Regions from separate parts of the Gasterosteus aculeatus genome. Here region 2 is linked to region 1. Evidence: chromatin contacts called from public Hi-C data. All regions are on one chromosome and are shown on one strand. Each heading gives the region's core, a stretch centred on a gene start, on an enhancer-like site or on the middle of the called end of the contact. The rest is flanking DNA. Distances are from core to core; before and after follow the strand shown. Region 1 overlaps LOC120833178 (rho guanine nucleotide exchange factor TIAM2). Region 2 overlaps LOC120833178 (rho guanine nucleotide exchange factor TIAM2).

Evidence for each region. Hi-C and Micro-C count contacts between places; a contact is called where the count stands out from the background.
Region 2: a contact with region 1 is called in a Hi-C map of skeletal muscle, with 3 times the contacts expected there. The contact joins two enhancer-like sites. A contact is called at or near these places in 2 of 6 Hi-C or Micro-C datasets (skeletal muscle and whole body).

Annotation. Positions count from the first base shown.
Region 1 is chr15:4,756,040-4,759,965 of fGasAcu3.hap1.1, forward strand. LOC120833178 (rho guanine nucleotide exchange factor TIAM2) reads right to left here. Exons shown (of 27, transcript XM_078089505.1): 10 at 487-663. Among protein-coding and RNA genes, the nearest start is that of LOC120832671, 34 kb to the left of the region's middle. Within about 2 kb of position 1,907, at least 4 of the 9 cell types and tissues checked have open chromatin away from gene starts, as enhancers often do.
Region 2 is chr15:4,802,410-4,806,335 of fGasAcu3.hap1.1, forward strand. The region is part of intron 1 of LOC120833178 (rho guanine nucleotide exchange factor TIAM2); the gene reads right to left. Among protein-coding and RNA genes, the nearest start is that of LOC120833178, 4.7 kb to the right of the region's middle. Within about 2 kb of position 1,957, at least 3 of the 9 cell types and tissues checked have open chromatin away from gene starts, as enhancers often do.

The DNA of each region.
Region 1 (3,926 bases), core at 657-3,156:
TCATTCACACAGATGCTGTGGGGCCGGGGCGTGAATTATTCAGCGACTTTACACTTTGCGATGAGGAATTCGCGGTAAACAAAAAAAGCTTTGCCCAGGGGAATTTGCCGTGCGTGCGTGTCCATGTACGTGCGGCCCTTCTTAAGGGGCCGTGTGAATGAACAGAGGTGTTATTTCAAGCTCATGGGGACATAATGTAGCCAGATCTGCTTCTGCAGGTGCTCAAACAAAGACCATTCGACTATTACGTCACGGCTGAAAATAAAACACAAATTAACGTTGTATACAGGTGCAGTTAAACCCCACATTACAGGAAAAAAATACACAACATTACCATTAAGTACAGGTGGTAGGATTAAGTTAAAATAAAAGACCACTAAATCAAAATTGTCATACTGTTGGGGGGGTTTGCAACACCTGTCAGCGCATTGTTCTCCTATTGTGGTGAAATGTCATAATTTCTCCGCAGCAAGCTGCCAAGCAAACCTTGCAAGATGCAGAGAGAAGGTCGGCGGCCGTCTGGTCTCTTCTGACAGGAACTTGGACCGTCAGGCCGTCTGGCATGTAGACACACGTCAGCGCGTCCGAGGCGCCGCTGATGCCGTCCCACAAACTGCCCTCAGGGGGCGACATGGAGTAGATGCTGGTCAGCATGTCCAGCCTCTGTGGGAGAGGGTAGGAAGGGTGCGGGTAGAGGAAATGAGGGGGGCGGGCGGGGGGGTAGTAAATGGAATCAGAGGGCGGGAGGGAGGGAAAGGTAGACCTTGAGTAACAGCACACAAATCAATACGGCTCCATTAGTCCGAATGCTTGGCTGTGGATCAAGCAGCGGAGCGGAGATGTCATACAATTAAGCCTTTCAAAAGAAGTCACTTGACAACACGTAAGAGTCAGCGTACTGGCCCGTGTACACAAGCGGATCGTCGGGGGGGGGGTGTCGACCGGCGGACTAGACTCCCTGGCGATGTCGCCTCGTTCATTCGGTTTCAAAAGCCACAGCCGCAATTCTGGCCTAAGTGAGGGATTCACGATTTATCTTAAAGATCAAATCAAACGGCCATTTCAAGGTGGTTGCTTGATGGTGGCATTAACAGTGAGGTTTGTGCTGGGTATTATGGGGGGGAAGAGGGGGGGGGGGGGGGGGGGGGGGCTGGCCCACCAGTCAGCCATTTGGGGGTTTTGGTTGCGACTCTGTGTCTCTGGAGGGGGAAAGCGGCGCTGTTGCACGGAGGGGCCTGCCGGAGAGACTCCACGGTGCAGCAGAAGGCCTCAATTATCAAAGCCCCAGATGCCTCAGACGAGGATTTCTGTCTGGTGTCTGTTTGAGAAGCTGACAGCCTGCAGTTGATGCATCACCGCGAGGAGGAAAAAGACCGTTTCCCCTGTCAGACAACAAGCCTAAAAGGGACAAGCCGTGGCCTCTGATTCAGAGCGTCACCCACGCGCACACAAACACACACAAATGCATACACTTCTCTCCGTGCAGCTGAGGTAGCCGCGGGCGCAAGACGCACACATTTTCTCAATTTGTCATCTAAATGTCCGTTGACTCGCCTACGTAAGGAGCCAGAGTCGAAATAAACGCCGCCAGTGTTCTTTGCTAAATGTTCCCCCTCCAAACCTGCCAGGATGCAGGAACACAAGGTGCCACTTCAGCGCACACACTCGGCCTGTGTGTGTGTGTGAGGGACGTGAGGTCATGCTTACCGAAAGAGAAAACGAGCCGTCATGGCAACTCGTTGCATGACCGCCCACGTTTCGTGTCACAGCGACGTGGCGTGACCGGAAAAAACAAAGATTTGGTGGAGTGCGCCGACCCGACGAGCGGCTGACTAACAACTGTGCGCTCATTCATGGCCGCAGGAGGGTTGCGACACACCGACGGTTGTCCGGTCAACGTTCCATGAACGACTGCCAAGAGCCTGGTCCGGACACGCGCCGGACTCCAACAAGTGCTCTGTGTGGCGAGTGTGTGTGTGTCTGTGTGTGTGTGCGCGCGTCGCCTGGATTCAGCCGCCCGGCGTCCCGCAGCTTCTGGAACGTGGATGCAAGTGCGCACCCTTTCCTTTCCACTAAGCAACTGGAAAACACAAACGTCACAGGACTGCCGGGAGGAGACAGCGTGGCCGTGAAGGAGAAACAGAGAAGCAGTTGAGATCTATTTCAGGAAAATTTCTATTCAAAGGCGATTCACTTCCTCAAAGCTGCAACCAAGGTTCCTTATTGCGTTGCGGTCACAAACCTTTCAACACACACACACACACGCTAGCTTGTAACCGCCTACACTGTCAAGCGCCGGTGCCATTTGTTTCATGTAGAAGTCGGAGGTGTGTATTTGTGGGTAGAGAAGTGTGGTGAGACGAGGTGAAGCATGAAAGAGGCATCAGCATGTTCCGATCGAGATCACCGGCCAATAACCTTTTTATAGAGACAGACAGAGAGAGAGAGAGAGAACACTTTTCTGTGGGAAACAAATAGTTAACAAGTTAAACCTGAATCTTATCCCTTAACCATACGTTGATTACCCCATTGAATTATGTGAATAGCTCAAAGTGAGTGTCAGAATGCCACACAAAGGGCCAGGAGTTCACTATTCAAGTCAACCCCGTCCACTCCCTCCTGTGCCGACAGGAGGAGCGCGTGGATGAAGGATTTGTAGAGTAAATGCCACGGCGGTCCCACGCTATATATACACGAAAGCTCGCACGGAGACGTACCCTTCACTCGACTTCACTTTGACGGATTAGCGGAAGATGATTGCTTATGAGAGTAATTCGGCGGATTTGAGACAACAGCAGCAATGTCATCAAGACAGATGATGTATGTGCCAACAAAAATCAATAAAGCTCAGCCGTCCTCCCCCTGCCTCACCTTTTCTGCCCCAAAGGGGCCTAATCCCCTTAAATCAAACCCATTCCACTGACGAGCCGGTTTCCACCTCCAACTCTCGGAGAGACCAAAATACGCCGCCGCATTAAAAAAATAGATTGAAGCGTTGACTCAATGAAGGCCGTTGTTGTGTCCCGAGTCCATTACTAGGCCCTAAATGGGGGAAGTTTTAACACTTGCCTCATTCACCACACTCACACGATGAATCATAGCATCCTGCGGAATAGAAGACTCTACCCGTCTAAAAGCGTCTATTGTTCTTATCTGTCACCGACTGGAAAGATTGGATGAGATTTGACGCGAGGGGACCGAAAATATATCTATCAAACATGTCAGGGCTCAGCTGCAGAATAGCTCCATTTGAATTTTAAAAAAAGGTATTTGCTTGCTTAAGAGTCACTTCAGAGCGTTCTCAGCAGGTGGGCTGCAGCCAAAATCAGTCAATAGTTGAATATTTATGGGAATATTTGAATCGGCTTTATTGCGGACATTGAAGTGAGAGGGTTGATATCGCTCTGTTTAATACGATGCTACATCTAGCAGGCGTTGATGCTGGATGTAGCATGCTTTGATGTTAGCTTAGCATAGAGACTGGAAACGGGGGGAAACTGTAAGCGTGGTAATGTATCCAAAGAAAAGGCTCAAAACAAGAATTTGCTCTTCCCTCTTTGTGCCCAGCCAAGAAATAGTTAATTGTTGTTTTAACACCAAGTAGTTTGTGTACGAACAAGCTAACCTGCTGCTGGCCGTGGCCCCATTGCCACACAGACGGGCACGACAACGACGTCGATATTCTCGTCCAACTCTTGCTTGAAAGTATCATTTGGGGTTTATTGCGAAATGATTCTCATTTTTGAAATGTTAAAGCCTGACGGAGCAGAGATGGAGGCCTGTTGACAGGGCCACACGTGCCATACCGAGGTGTGCGACCGCCCCGTAATCAGGCTGCATAATTCACGCTCCTCAACCGCCCAGCAACCTTTACCGGAAATCAACACACTCACACTCTCACGTGTGGTCGACACTCTCCGTTAACA
Region 2 (3,926 bases), core at 707-3,206, 46 kb after region 1:
CGGGGGCTAATTAGCAGACGCCAGCTAGCCACTGCACAATTCCAACAAACAGCACCCTGTGGGGGAGTTGGGGTGGCTGGGTAAACCGGAGGGGGGAGCAAATATAGTCATACAGACACACACACACACACACTGATGGAAACAATGAGGCTTGTTTGGCTCGTGGTTCGAACCAGAAGTCACATCTGCAGGAAGAAGCTGAGTCAGCCGTTAGCAAACAGCTTTTAGAAGCTGGGACATCACATATCTGCCGCATTATGAGGCTTAGTGAACGTCTGAGGCGTTATCACACACCTTCTGAAGTGGCGGGGTTGGAGGGGGGGGGGCATGACATGACATGTCATGAAAAAGTGATGTAAGTGCCGTGGGGGCAGCGTCGGCTTGCTCAGCGTCTGCGCACACCTCCCTCCATATCTCTCCCACGCCCCCCCCCCCCGCCAAACAGACACACATCCTTCTTCTTCTGCTTCTTTTTTGCGTTGGCAGATTTAATAAGCTCCCCTGTCACCCGGCATCACAAACACACTCCGCCTGGCAGGAATCACGGGCCGGGTCCTCTACGGATAATCGGGAATGCATGCCCCCCCCCTCTCCCTCTCTCCCCCCAATACTCCCGGCTGTCTATCCAACAGCGGTGACCTTTAACCGATGACCCTCCACGACGGGGGCAGACAGTTTGAGACGAGAAGCAGCAGCAGAGCTTTTTTTTTTTTGTCTCCCTGTTACACCGAGACGGACGCGGCAGATAGTCACGTGTAAACAGAGGATGTGCGGGGGACTGAGATTTGTTGTTTTAGAAGTGTGTGTGTGGGGGGGGGGGGCACGAACACCAACGATTAGGGACCAACTATGTTAACACACGTCAATCCTGATGCGTGAGTGCGCTGCCTCTGCTTGTGTAGACCACGTTCACGCCAATGGGTTTCATTCTAGCTGCCGTGCTGACACACTGTGACGGGCATGTAGGCCACTGCTAACGCACACACACACACACACACACACACACACAAGTTCTCTCCTCCTGCTCCTGGCACGGCGTTAAAAAGAAAGTACCTGCCACCAGTTTGTATTCGTCCCGAGAGGATGAAACGAAGTACGCTCATGAAAGTTGAGGGGGAAAAAAAGGACATATTGAAACCTACGAAAACAAAAGTGGAGCAACACTCGTTGCGTGTGGATTGAATCAGCTTCTGCTGATCACTGCATGTACACGTATGCTGAAAAGAACATGTTTATGTGGTGAAGTAACTGGCAATGGGGTGGTGTTAAAAATAACGGCCCATGGCGCCCTACAGGTGGAGGGGGCGGTACGTTGTGAGCATGTGTTGCGGTGTTGAATACGTGACGTGAGGATGTCGAGGTCTTTGGTCCCCCGTGAGATGTTGCGTTGTGGACAAAGGCGACGCGTTTATTCGGCTCAAAGCAGCGCTGGACACCAGTCTTGTTACTGCGTAACGCGGTATGGTGCTACTGGTTATTTCTGCACAGGTCAACAAAGAGTGCGTCTCACACAGCCTCTGAAGGAGGAAGTGAGGGGACCACTGAAGCCAGTAGGATCACCATGGATACCGGCCGGTCCGTCGGACAGACGTCCACCTGAGTGGTGGGCCAACATTGTTCGCCGGAAGCCACAACAGTCACATTCTCAGTCGCACAATTCCGCGCAGGGTCTTTGCCTTCTCTTAATTCAAAAAGGCAAACAAAAAAAAAAAAAAGCAGCATCTCCCTCCGGCTGCAGGAAAGAAAACTTCCTACTGGAGATTTAAAAAAAAAAAAGGGGCGTCAAGTGAGAAGCCGCAGACTTCTCTTTAAGCCCGAATGGATGTTGGCCTCTACACACCCTTCTAAAGTGACCCCGAGCAAGGCACCAACGGGTGGAGGGCAACCACGGACCCCCTCGGCCGGCCTGCTCCGTAGGAGTCTGGTGGCTCTGGTGAGGGGGGAGCCGGGCTGAGGAAACACACACACACACACACACACACTCTGGTGAGTAATTGCTGGGACTGCAGAGACACGGGGAATCCTCTCCTGCACAACGAGGCAGACGGAAGATTGATTTGCTCTGTTTTTTTCCTCCGTCTGTCGCGCGCACTTATTCGACCCCCCACCCCCTCGCCCCTCCGTGTGCAAATGTGATATCTTGGTATCCGGCCAAGGCTGATAGATAGGGGCTGGTTTTGGTGGGGAGGCCACAATCGATAGCTTTAATCATTTAAGAATGCGGCATCGGGGGGGGAGAGAAACCGGCCAAGTCTCGCGCTGAAAGGACCTCATTGCATCTATCAAAGCGCCCCCCGGTATCGACCCGTGGCAGGCTCGCGCGCGCACGCGGGAGGGGGGGCGGTTATCCGGTGAAAGGAATTCAGCACTGTGGCACCGCGAAGAATCCGCGTGGCATCGTTATCCTGCGCGTCGCGTCCCGCCTGTTGTCCTTTCGAGGGCGGGAACTTGCACGCGGTCTTCTTATGGTCTTTTTTTTTGTTTTCTTCTTTAAAAATGCATTTCTTTCAGCGAGGGCGAAGCGGAGGAAGTGAGGGAGGTGAGCACTGCAGGGATTTTTTTTTTGTTGTTGAGATTGTCGCACTTTACCAAGATGCCAGTCTGCGCCAACGCCACAGACGGCGGAGCGCCGCGGTGCCACACTGACCCCCGGTGGCCGGACGCGGTACCGCAGGCGCGGTGTCCTGGTCCTCCGGTCAGTGGCAACAGGAGAACACCGGCCGTTGTGGAAATGCACCACCGGCCTCTTTTATACAAGAAAGAGTCCTACAAATGCCCCAGTTATGGAGGAAATTATGCCCCGGATGTGGAAATCCAACAATTTCCACACGTCACATCAAAAAATGATTTACAAGCTCACTCTCGTTCCCTCTTCATCCCGTCTTAATTGACCTCCTCACAGCGGGGGGGGGGACTTCTCGGCACACATTAGCAATACCACACGCAGCACCGTTATGGTCTCCCGTTATTGTTGCACGCGCTGGGCTAATCCTCCAACTAAAGGTCAGGCGCGCTTTGCTGTGTTCCCGCGGGGTTCATGCTCCGGGTTTATACCACGTGTAGCAAATGATTTGGAGCAGGAAAACCCACTGGACTCGGAAACGGGCCGATCCCGCTGGTTGCACCCGTTTTGGCGTGAAGGGGGAAAATAGCGCACGGGAAAGGAACCTAATCCACATTAGCTTTCATGTCCTTTATTCTACAGGAGATAAATCACCGAAGGATGCCGAGTGGGGATTTATTTTTACTGCCGTAGGAGGCGTAGCGGCGTCTGTTTGGAGGCAGATAGGGGTTTGATTCAACGTCTCAGCCTGTCAAATCTTTGTGAGAGAAGGTCAGCAGGAGGCCTCGACCCGGCTGACCGGACGGGCCCTTTGGCAGCTGGAAACGTACAGGCCCCCCCCGAGTCACACTGGGAGACGCACCGCGGGGCATTTATGAGCCGGGCTTTATCCCCTCACAGGTCTCCAGATGCCAGATCAGGAGCCAAACGATGACATTTGTTTTCATGTTTGGATTTGCAGGATTAACCGGGGTGTAATTGGAGGTAAAAGGTATTATGCAGCACATGGAGCTGCTCCTCTCCCGTCGTCTTTCATAACGAGAGCTAAATCGGCGTCAGCAGACACGCAGGGCGACGCTTTGAAATGGTTCCTCCGGCTCGTGCTCCGTGACACCAGCCGGCCCGTAAATCAGCCCGTGCTGATTTGGCACATGTGCTGTGCAAGCTCCTCCTCAAGCTGTAGCAGGCCGGGTCTCAGGCCGGCAGTGAAGGAGGGGGGGGGGGGGGGGGGCAAAGGGGCAACGAGCATCTTCTCCTACTCCCCTCCTCATTTATTTATTCCCTCCCTAACCCCCTTGTGTTCAGTGCCAGATGGCTGCTCTACATGTATATTCTACTACAGGAAGCTTTAGTGGGGGGGTGG